2 separate regions of the Xenopus laevis genome follow, and region 2 is linked to region 1. Evidence: chromatin contacts called from public Hi-C data. All regions are on one chromosome and are shown on one strand. Each heading gives the region's core, a stretch centred on a gene start, on an enhancer-like site or on the middle of the called end of the contact. The rest is flanking DNA. Distances are from core to core; before and after follow the strand shown. Region 1 has its middle 18 kb from the start of msl3.L. Region 2 has its middle 76 kb from the start of LOC108708384.

Region 1 (6,496 bases), core at 3,247-5,746:
CCACAGAAAATTTTCACCCACTTTCCATTCATTCCTATGGGATTTTTAGAAACGTATTTATCAAATGGTGAACTATTTCACCCATTGATAAATATGCTTTTAAAAAACCCAGAGGACCTCTAATCTCACACATAATGGGGTATATTTATCAAAGAGTGAAGTTAGAGATCACCATCACCCCAGTGATGTCTGATCCTAATAAGTCTGCCAGCTCTTAACTTCAGCTGTCTATTGCTACTTCTATGCCAGCAGCTCAATATAATTAGAATGCCCTATGCACCAGCCCATGCCATGAGAGCAGAACATACATAGAAAATGTATGCCAGCTGGGGAGTAACTACTAGAGAACAGACCCTGCGGTTGAAGGGGGCCCTGGAGCGTAGGGGGCCCAGTAAGGTCCTAATTAATGAGCATTTTTAATACATCTTGGTAAAATAGGCCAACTTATCAATATTTTGGGGCCCTAAATTGAATTTGCTATGAGGCCCTGTAATATCTATATACACCACTGTACACCGGATTCAAATAGTTTCTAAGATGCTTTTCTGAGACAAGGAAAACACAATACAATGGAAAAACACTTTTAGACTGCAAGAGAAAATCAAGAAATTGGAACGACTTGTAGAATACTGTCTCTGATTGTCCTTATACAGTACCAAATAAGAAAATATGCAGGTAGTGCATGTGAAATATTTTCTATTTGCCGTGGCTTGAGTACCATCACATGAAGCTTTAAAGCTAATACAAGAGTGGACATTTGTCACACTGAAGCATGGTTGGTTGAAAAACAGATTTCCTTGCCTCTACTATTCCCTCCTCCTCTTCCTGACTTTCCTCTATGTGTTTCTGATCCCCACACGTTTCTATATATGTCACAAGTAAAAACGTACTCTGGAGATACCTATTTGTAATGTGTAGCTTGGAAAGCAGTGATGTGAAAGCAAGAGGAACTACAGTTTAGTCTTCCTTTCTTTCAAATATTGTGTCACTGCACTTCATCAGAGACCTCTAGAGACACCAAAAGTATCAGCAAGAGAAATGACTGAGGTTCAACACGCTTGATACTATTATCTTGGAAGTACATGAACTCTCCTGTTATATGTATTGTGATGATAAAATATGGAAGACAAAGTTGATAATTTAATGGTTTTTATATGGTCTAAATGTATTACAAATAAAAGCTATTTACAAGGTTATATAAGGTTTATATTTGAAATCTGTACAATGTTACTTATAATAGTGATATGACATTCAATTTCATTTGTCGGATCTATAATAATGGCCCTGTTAACAGTCAAGCGCACTGGATGCAACTGGGAGTGTGTTATTAAACCAGCCGTTTTTTTAACTGTACTCAATCTATTGTAAACTCCTAGCATTTTGTACCTTGTGAAAGCTGTTGTGTAAAGCAGGGACTTGTCATTCCCAACATTGGCTTACTCAAAAAGTTTGCCACCCCTGCTTTCTATGATAATGGGTTTTCACTGCAAAACAAGGAACAAATATTTACAGTATAGAAGACCATTATTTAAAGAATTTCATTAAGCCCCAGTGGCCCACACACCTTCCCCCAGGCCCCTCAGCCTGGGAGGGAGGTAAAGAGAGCGGGTGCAAGGAGCGGGTCTGGGCTGATTCTAGGTTTTTTCCCGGTGTCCCACCAGCCCAGTCAGACCCTGGATAATTCTGATTATATTATTCATATCTTAAAAATGCAGTATATAGTACACACTTTATTTCTGCACCACCCAGTCATTATAACATGAGACTCACTCAAGTCCAGGTTCACAATCACACAGTTCATAATACCCATAGTACTGCATTCTACATTACCAGGAAGGAAATCTGTGTTGACTTATGCTCAGAAAAACATACATTTTTTTTCTACCAAACAGTTATTAGATATGCCATCTATGTACAGGTTACTTTATTTTTGTTTTGTCCTGAAATTACTGGCGTTGTTATGCAGTCCGACAAAGACAATCCATGTTTTTCCATTCTTGCAAAATTTACAATGGTTTTTCACAGCCTTCTGAAGAACATAAAATTGAGGTTCAACTGCATACAAATGCACCACATGTTAATAAATCGGATATTTTGAAGTTCAAAACATGGTACGAAAGAATTTTGAACCAATGAAACTTTTCAGACATCACAGTAAGAACAACAACAGAATGACTTTTTTTCAGTAAAGTGTTTCGTTCATTCAATTTCATCAGTTTTATTTCCACCGCACTATTATACAGTATCATTATTTTTAATAAGTGTATCTTAGTAGCATTATCAGTCCCCTATCTTTTTATCAGTCCCCTATCTTTTTGCTTATGGAAACAAAGAACAAGACAAAGTGACAGACAGTGTAGTTGTTTCAAAGAAAGTGCTAAACGTAAAGCGCACTTTAATAAATGAAATATGTACCTATATCTATTTATATTGCCAGCTATGGGAGATTTTCAAGTAACTCAAAACAAAGCATGCCAATACAGCACTGTATAGATGAAGGAAGTAGAACGTATAGAAGGTTGTATGATCAGCCCAACAAATGTAGCAATCGCACAATCACTTAAGCACAGTAAATTCAGTTTAACCAGGAGCCAATCAACTTATTATTATCAAAGTTCAGCTTTCGTTATTCTACCTGTAGCTGCCTGAGCAAAAGACTGGTTGCTATATGCTACTGCCAGGTGCAGATTTGCTCAGGGTTAGTGAATGAGCCCAGCAGATTTCAAGTAGAAGGGTGGCATGGTCTAATACTTAACTTGAACCCTAGTGCTGCAATATGCTAATGTTATAATAGTGCCACAATGCCATGCATGCCCTTAACAGTAGCTCCTGCCAGCTGTTTAGTGGTGTTCGCAGCAGAAATCACTAGACAGAACGTAGTGTTAAAAGTCCTAAGGTCGCAATGTCACCTGTGGTTATAATTATAACACATTACCTGACATTATGAATAAGATAAAAAATCTTTAAATTCAAGAATAAACTGGAATTAAAAGAAATTATTTTTGTATTTGGCTCTGAGCCACATTTGCTTGGCCTTGCCTAATTTAAAGCACTTTGGGGGACAACAGTATATACAGTATCTGACATACATTTGACATGGTCCCGGGCAAAACAACTGCAACAAAAGTTGCAAAAACATTAAAGAGCATTCCATCATGTATAATCACTTCATGCATATATGTGCATTTGATGATTTTCTCTTGAATTTCTCCATGCCCATGCATCTGCTCTGACTTTCCTTCAAAGTCAAATACTATACAAAATAAATTTGCAGTCAAATAAAATTGTCAGGGTACTTAAGCAATTTGCACTGCTCTCCATGACCATGCTTTGTTATCTGATCAAACCACAAGATTTAAAGGGAACATAAAATATTCAGTGATGGGAAAGTATATATCAAATAATATCATACAACAAAACAAAAAGAAAACACAACTGACAACAAATATAATCAGAAGTCCAAAAAAAGTAGGTTTGTGTATAGATGTCACTGAGCTGTGCAGACAGCAAAGTTCTTACCTCATTTTTCCATACAATGTATGACTGACTTATCTGGGGCTGCACTTTTTTTTGCTGAAGCCACTTTCTCGGGGAGAAGATACTGTTGGTGCTGCTGCTGGGGGTGAGTGCCAGAGGGCTACGAGCCAGGAAAGGCAGGTCCCAGGCAGTGTTCCTCTTGATTCCCCTAACGTCGTAGTCAAAGTGAAAACTGGTGGATGATGATTTTTCCAAAGGAGTTGTAGGGGTAGAAAAAGAGCCAAGAGGCACCAGCCTTTGCTTGTGGTGCATCGATTTGCCAAAAGTGAAATAGTCAGTTGAAGATGCAGGTACATGTCCTGAGATGGGGTAGCAATCCGACTCTCTGCACCTGCTGTCCTGCAGCGAGATAATAGTGCTAGAACCTTCATATTGTAGATGTGAATGCTCATCTCTGTCATTGCCATAGTCACGAATGATTGCAGGGTCTAGGCTTCGAGTCTGGCGAAGTCGGTTTTTGGACAGAGTTTTGGATGCTGTTGGCGATGAGCAGGAGAACACACTGTTCAACAAGTTTTGTCCTGACATGATGTTGCTTTTTTCCCCTCAGTTCTTTGTTGCTTTTTCTTGTGCTTTCTTCACCCGGCAATATTGTGAGTCGCACTCCACTCTTGGGATATGTTGTCTCTGAGATTCTCACAGATGTTTAATCTTATAGTCAGATCATAGCTATGTCAGCAGACTCCCGAACAGGCTAACACACTGTGTACTCTCTGCACTCTCATGCTTGCCAAAAGACCCAAATCAGTTTACTTAAAACGGCTGCACAGTTGGAAAACAGCAAGAGCACTTAGATGCAGATTTCTTTATCCCACTTTTACTGCCACAAATGTCTTACAATATCTTATTCATTTTTTTTTTTTTAAAGCTTCACTTGCAACAACCCTTCAGTAGTGCTGGTTGCACAGAACAGAAAAAGGGGAGGGAAGGACAAAAAAAAAGCTGAGATTCTGTCTTCTTACACTGCACACCCACCGTCACTCCTCCCAGCTTCCCTTCAGCGATCAGCTGGGCTCTAGCCTTCCCCCATTTACCTGCATGGAACACATATTTGTATTGTTGTCATACTTCGCTATTCCCTTTCACGTGAGAGTGGAACCAGCTGTCTCACTCAATATGCTCTGGGTGTTTTCCCTAACTGAACCATTTTTAAGCTTCTGCATACAGTATTACAATAAGTGGGTGAAATAAACGTGTGTGCCATGTGCTTATATAAAAATAATAGAGCTTAAGAGTTTTTTCTGTTTTTTTAATAGCAACTATATTTTATTCCCACTGAGATTTGTTATCCTGTGACAGCAGAAAATTATATATTAGTTGACATTGGTGCTTATTATAATTATATAATATTTAGGAAGATATCCCTTTAAAAAATGCAACTACATTTCTAAGTATGTTCAATGCCTAGTGATGCAAGAGCTGTATAGTTATAGGTCTACATACAAACACAGAAATGTGCATTTATTACAGTACATGGCGCCTATACACTCTAGACTCTACATTAAGCTGCTTTGATTGCATAATGTTGCACTATATTTTATACAGACAAATGATTACAAATGAATGTATAAAAATACAGTATGATCTTTCACTTTTAAAGGCATTCTATCTCTTAGAACTTGGAAGGTTGCAAAACTCATCTGTCAAATAATATGTGTGTAGATGTTCTGTTTTGTGTCCATTTCAGCTGTGTGTTACAAGGCATTAATATGAATTACTACCATCTAGTGGCGATATGTACAACAGCTGCAAAGGGATTTTAGTCAAAAAGGGAAACCTGGAAGAGTATTAATAGAATTAATATTGTCTGTATACAGAGCTACTAGTTATAAAGTGTTGTTGATAGAATTTTTAGGCACAGTAAGTCTTAGTTTACTGGGGGGGCCAGCTTGTTTTTAAGTAATTTACGAGCACAGTGAATATTTTTCATGTTCGGCTTAATAAATGACATACTCATTCGAATGTTTATTTTAGAAAACAGTACCTTAATCATCACAAAGTGCCAGGTTTTATTAACAGGCAAGTTCCTTATGAGCCCCAGATTAAGGCAACACTCATCAGAGAAGAACATTCCCTTGCCCCCAGCAATAACTTATAATCATGCACTGAACACTCACTGCTCACTCTCTGGTGCCGAAATTGTCTTGGATACATACCTAGTACACTGATTTGGAATGCTGGGCAAAAAATATGAAAGTGGGATAAAAAAAACCCCCCAATGTTTTCATTAAAAAAATATGCATAACGCACTGCATCCCTTGCCTGTGTAATGCTTATGCAGGCACACTAAAGGTTCTCCTAGTTCTGTAAGTCATAGTAACCATTAGTTTGCTTTTACTGCTATTAAATCTCTGGACCACTAAAAGCTATTTTCTAACTGTTGCTATGACTTACAGGGCTATGACAATCTAAGTGAATAACCTGGTAAATTGTATGCCTGAGGCACAGGAAAAATATGACCCAGGCACCAATACATGCCCCTTATATATTCTAGCCATGCTTCATAAACATTAGGGGTCATTTACAAATTCCAGGCGTGCAAGTGCAAGAGTGCAACCGTTAGTACTTGAGCCCATAGAAAAGGTTCATTCTACGCCTAATGCTGGATTGAAAATCTGACACACGGAGCAAAGCATGAGATGGACTTCTACATGCCTCTCTTGCCTGCCCCTCTTGGATAGAGCACTGCCTAATGCAGTCATTGATCTCTTCAGGTGACTAGCTGCAGATCTATATGCTCCAAAACAGAGCAAAAAAGCCAGCAACCATCCTGAAATTAAAGCAATAAGAAAGTGCAAAAAGGCTAATTGTGGCTCTTATTTGCAGCTTGCACACTGCTTTCTGCTTTACTTCTTTCTTCTTCCTTCTTCAAATCTCCTGGGGCAGATGCATGCGCAGTAGAATGAAATAGCCGACTTCTTCTTTAAAGTTCAGAAGAAAGAAAAAGCCGGAAGCCAAT
Region 2 (6,209 bases), core at 491-2,990, 70 kb before region 1:
CATCTCCCGACCTGTCACTAACCATTCAAATCAAAGTCTTAACATTCAGATCAAATAAAGTAGTAAAAGAACAGATCAGCTGATGTTCTGCCCCTGACAGCAATCATACGATAGTTATGTCTGACAAAGCTAGTGACAGTCTCCCACTGAAAATCATACAATCAGCAATACACGTAGAGATATTATCAGCAGCCAACAGAAATTTTCTAACCTGTCCGATCGACCAAACGACCGATCTCCGCCGCACGAAAAATGTCGGGACTCCCCACACACGGTCCGAAAATCGTACGAATCCACAATTCGTACGATCGGATCGTTGCGTCTATGGACAGCTTTAGGAGCTGCTGAAAACAAAAATACCAGTTCACATAGGGGCGTATTTATCAAGGTTTGAATTGAAAATTGAAAAAGCTTCGAAATTCAAATTCAAAAAGACCAACTGAAATTGAAGTTTTTTTTGTCAAATAGGTCCGTTTTCGATTGAATAGGTCCATATTTGGGCGAATTTGAATCGAATCGAAGGAATAGCGCATACGATCAAATTCAATTCGAAGTTTTTCCCAAAAAACTCGACCAATTGACTCCAAATAGGTTCTAGATCCCCCATAGGCTAAAACAGCAATTTGGCAGGTTTTAGATGGTGAATGGCCGAAGTCTAATTTTTAAAGAGATAGTACATGATACATTTCAATATTGAAGTTTTTTAATTTTTTTCAAATTCAAATCCAATTTGGGCTATTCCCTAGTTGAAGTACACAAAAAATAGCTCGAAATTCGATTTTATCATTCGAAAATTCACCTCGACCTTTGATAACTCTGCCCCATAAAGTCACTTTACGTTCAGGTGATTCACTAGTTTAAAGTCAGTTGCTTGGGTAGGTGAAACATGCTCAGGGTTCCCTTAGCCATCATTTAAAGGCAGATGTTAATTTCATGCCTCCTGTCCATCCATTCTCCTTTCATTTTGAACTTTGGTGTTGTAATTCCATTCGAAAAGAGAACAAATTTGCGCACAAATTAGAAATTGCATTGCTAATCTTAATTGCACATTACACACTTTCAACACATACCTGAAGGTGGTGTAAACTTTTGGAGCAACTTTTTCAGTAAGAAGTTTTATTACATACACTGCACACAATCGCAAACTATAAAATTCGCAATCACTATCCTACTGTTGCGTGAGGGCAAAGGGTTTGCAAAATGTTTGTTACGTTTTCACAAAGGCAAAAATGTTTGCAATGTGAACGTTTATTCGCATTATAATTAGCATTCTATATTACAATTCCCCCATTTGAGCGTAATTGAAGCAAAGTATGCAGAAATGGGGCCAGGGCAAGTTGCAAGGTGTATGCACAAGAGCAAGTATTTTATGCTTTGTGAATTGATTTGTGTAGTTTTGTGTAGATTTGTGTAGTCAGCCTAAGTTATTGTCTTGGCTTAAAGATGCAATCAAAGAATTATTTGAAAAATGGAAATACATTATTTTACATCAAATTAGCTGAAAACTCACGTGAAAATAGAGGTACTGCTATTCTGTTGAAAAAATCAAAGCAACCAGTCTATCATACTTTTGACTGCCCTGTACTTCTAAATGGCAGCTTAGTATAAACATTACATTTTGTTGTTTTTAAGAAACAAGTTAAGCATTAAATGATTTATTAAACATGAGCTCAATATGCTGCACAGCATGGCTGCACAATCTGATACATCTCTAACATTGCACGGCTTTCCAAATACCAGTCAACGACTCCCTCATGTGGTGTTTCTGCAACACTGTTTATTTTTCTGCTGCAAACCAACAGCTTTACTATCACATTGCTGTCTTCTTAAAGGATTAATGTACATAGTATTGGTAGCTGGGAACTTATCGTAGATCAGTGTGACCCCATTAGCTTAGGGGCACATTTACTTAGCTCGAGTGAAGGAATAGAAGAAGAAAAACATTGAATTTCGAATGATTTTTTTGGTTACTTCGACCATCGAATTGGCTACTTCGACCTTCGACTACGAATCGAATGATTCAAACTAAAAATCGTTCGATTATTCGACCATTCGATAGTCGAAGTACTGTCTCTTTAAAAAAAAACTTCGACCAAGTACTTTGCCACCTAAAACCTACCAAGCACCAATGTTAGCCTAAGGGGAAGGTCCCCATAGGCTTCCTAACAATTTTCTGATCGAAGGAAAATCGTTTGATCGATGGATTAAAATCCTTCGAATCGTTTGATTTGAAGGATTTAATCGTTCGATCGAACGATTTTTCCTTCGATCGATCGATCATAGGAAATGCGGTAAATCCTTCGACTTCTATATTCGAAGGATTTTACTTAGATGGTCGAATATCGAGGGTTAATTAACCCTCAATTTTCAACCCTTTGTAAGTGTGCCCCTTAGTGTTATTCAGGTATGGGCTCCTAATAATAGACTTTAATTGTGACTGCAGCTTCAAAATATGCTTTTTAGTATTTGATTACCGTAATACATTTTATTTTGCATACAATATATCCTTTTAGATACAAATACTTTCTATATTCTCATGCCACGGTGATCTAATTAAGATACACAAAACATATCAAACTCTGCAAAGGGATGAAATATTTACAATTCTACAATACACTATGAGACAATATCGTTTACAGAAAATACACAAAGGCAAAGATACTGATAAAGATGGGGCCATATGAAAACCACTCAAAAATATTAACTATTGCATAAGGGAGGTGTGAGGGAAGCCACACTGGAAATTACTCAAAACTGCATTTTAGCAATTATTTGCTTGGGACCTGGGTTTTTCTGGTTAAGGGATCTTTCCATAATTTCTATCATAATACCTTAAATCTGATAAAAAATCACTTAAACATTAAAGGGGACTATCAATGAACTGTCAATGATTATCTGACACCCAACTGCTGCATCAAGACAGAACGAAGAGAAACAATGCTGAGAGATGGAAAGTGAAGACAAACTTGATTATTTCAGAAACTATATAGAATATTTAATTGATTGTATTTAGAAAGTTTCTTGTTTCAGTGTGATGAAGCTTATATTTTCATTTTCTCGATAGTTCACCTTTAAATAAAACCCATAAAATTGCTGTGCCGCCAATATGGATTCACGCCAGTTTAGTTACCATCAAGTACAAGGTGCTGTTTTATTATTACAGAGAAAAAGGAAATCTTTTTTTTAAACATTAAAATGTATTCTATGGGAGAAGGCCTTTCAATAATTCAGAGCTTTTTGGATACCCGGTTTAAGGCATCCCATCCCTGTACATACTGTAAATGCCTATCACTAATAGAATACAAGACTCACATAAACAATGATGTCAGTTGGCTTGATGAGCTTTTCTACCTCTTTTATACGTATAATTCAAAATATATTTAAATAAATTAAAGAATGATACACACTATGTGGCTGCCTCATATATTTTTGTATATGTTCTAGATGACCGAGGATTGACGTGTCTCCTGAGGTGGCTGCAACCGTGTGTCACTTTTATGAAGAAACTGCCATCTGGACTCTTTTTTTAATTTTCACCAATTGTTTTGCCATCAGGAACTTACTCTTTATATCAAGTGAGAAATTGGGCAGTGTTTGAAAAACTGCACCCCCTTGTGGTATTATTCTATATAGTTAGACTATCATATTAAGTAGGCACATTATAATGTACATGTACATTCAGTTATGCTATTAATGTTAAATTTAACACATTGCTCATATTGATTCGGCAGTGCTGAGCTGTACACATTTTACACACAGACTGTCACTCCTTGGATATCCTATAGCTATGTGCACTCTCCTACTGTTGTTTTCTGGGCGACATGCCAAATGGGAATTTGCTACAGTATAAGAGATGTTGTGATAGTGGACTTTTATCTGATAATAAATATCTAAATACTGGTTGCTGGGTATACTTATGATTCTTTGGATAACTTCATTGCCAGTCCAGGAAATATTTACTTATACTATTCGGCAGATATTAGCAGAGATTGGGTCAGGACATTTGTTCTAATTCACTTTATCGCTACCAAGTAATACACCTTTGGGGGTTAATATTGTTTAATTCAGCAGATTGAAAGATGCTACTTCAGTGAATTACAAGGTATTACTTACTATTCTCTTGATGCTTGAGAATGAGGGGGGCAGGGCTATGATGATGATGTCATACACTTTGGCACCATTTTTTTTTTAATTTCTATTGTTGATATGTGTATTTATATTCACTGTGTTATATGGTGCGGATGTTCCTGAACAAGGCTCTAATGTGAGCCGAAAAATTGAACAATAAATCATTTTTTATTTTTCATTAAGACCTTAGAGTGCTGGAATTTGTACTATTATACTGTATATATTTACTATATGTATATATACATATATATGTACTAGGGTTCATTTGGAGGGTTTGAACATGATGGACTTTTTTCAACTCAACCGAACTACTGTGGCAAATTTATGAAAGCAGATAAATAGTTTATTAAATCGTTTCCTGTCTGTCAGGAAAATGTTGAGTAATTGAGAAAAATTCACAATTACACATTCTGGATCAACCCCATAGTTTCATTGACATTTACTGGTATGAAAACTTATATATGTTGCATACTAAACAATACTTTTATTTTTCCCCCTCTATGTACAGTTTCAAATTATAATTATTGGTTAATATCTATGTAGCTATTCTAATGATGAAAATGTTTTGCTCAAGTATTTTCAAGGCCAGCAATGTACATATTATATACGTATAAAAATCAATCATTTTCCTACATTTGAAATGCAAAAGTTCCAACCCTCACATCATCTGTAATTCCCAAAGTAAAAGATGCTGTCAAGATAAGATAGAATTTAAAGTAAATGTTATTCCACATTGGAAAAAAAATAATCCCAATATAAAGGAATGTAGGAATGTACTATTTCCATCTAAGGCTTTCCCAAGATTACTTGACAGCTCTATTTTTAGAAGCAACCCACTGGAACCTTATCAAGTAGTAAACAAATCTGGGCACAGCAGTGATAGTTGCCTATTGCCAGAACCTACAGTGTCCATTTCTTTTTTAAACAAACTGGCAGCCATTTCTATTTATGAGTTAAACATCCCACAAACCACAAGCATCAGACTAGTCTTACTCTAGTAAATGTATTTTCCTAAGGTAACAATAATTGAACACTGAACAGAGCATGTAATCTAATATGTTCTTGATATGATACATTTTCCTATCAACTAGTTTGAATTCCAGTTGCAACCTTAGTATCCATGTGCAGAAAAAAAAATGGTATGTTGCAAATTTTCACCAAACTTTCTCATAATAAAGTTTATATCATTCAATCTTTCCGTAATAATGATAAATAAACATTGATTTAATAAATAATGTTATTATAAGTATTGTGCTCTGCTACACGCACGATACAATCCTCTGATGACTCATTAGTTCTTTCCTTGGGAAAAATACAACAATTAATGAAAAGCCTATCATTTTAATCTTTGCAGTCCAAAATTCTATCATTTGAGTCTCCGCAGCCAGCTGGATTACAGCAATGCATTTTGGGGGAAAAAAAAGCTTGGAATTTTCACATGAGTATTGCATTTGATATTTCATGAAAACAAATGCTAAGGGCAATTCCTTTTACAATTTGTCATTGGCAAAACTAATGTTAATAATGGAAATCTGTTTAAATAGCTTTTACAGCCAAAGATAACATCTGATTTACCAAAAAGGGCTTTGACTTGAGGAATGAAAGCATATGATTTTACCTCTTTATAGACCACTGGTAGGACCCACCTTATTCAGTACAGTTTGGGGTGTTAGTTCATAGGAAGGATATTAATGGGATGTAATGAATGTAGAATAAACTGTGAAATGAGGTTAATCCTGATGGGCAGTTGTCTTTGCCATACTGCCACTCATATATTCCCTGTATACATTCCGTCTGCTTTTTACATTTTTGGGGTTCAAGGCTTCTTGGCTGTACAACATCTGTCAAATCTATCCTTCTTGTGCACAAAGGTTAAATAAATATAAAAAATATTACCCTGAAAGACGCTCTCACATCAGTTATGCCTGCACAGTGGCTTTCAGATGCATACTGTATTTAGGTATAAATATTACAATCTCCCAACACTGCAGCTAGGGTTTACTTTTACCTCAGTATATCATGAAGCCTTATTTTTTGTTCACATTTGTTCCCTTAGCCATACTAAAAAGCTCTTTGTGCCG

The links. A called contact is a pair of places that touch in the nucleus more often than the background predicts.
Region 2: a Hi-C map of the XL177 cell line shows a contact between it and region 1, with 4 times the contacts expected there. The contact joins two enhancer-like sites. A contact is called at or near these places in 2 of 4 Hi-C or Micro-C datasets (the XL177 cell line and the XTC cell line).

What each region holds. Positions count from the first base shown.
Region 1 is chr2L:110,689,286-110,695,781 of Xenopus_laevis_v10.1, reverse strand. No RefSeq gene overlaps it. Among protein-coding and RNA genes, the nearest start is that of msl3.L, 18 kb to the right of the region's middle. Within about 2 kb of position 4,496, at least 1 of the 7 cell types and tissues checked has an H3K27ac peak or open chromatin away from gene starts, as enhancers often do.
Region 2 is chr2L:110,756,417-110,762,625 of Xenopus_laevis_v10.1, reverse strand. No RefSeq gene overlaps it. Among protein-coding and RNA genes, the nearest start is that of LOC108708384, 76 kb to the left of the region's middle. Within about 2 kb of position 1,740, at least 1 of the 7 cell types and tissues checked has an H3K27ac peak or open chromatin away from gene starts, as enhancers often do.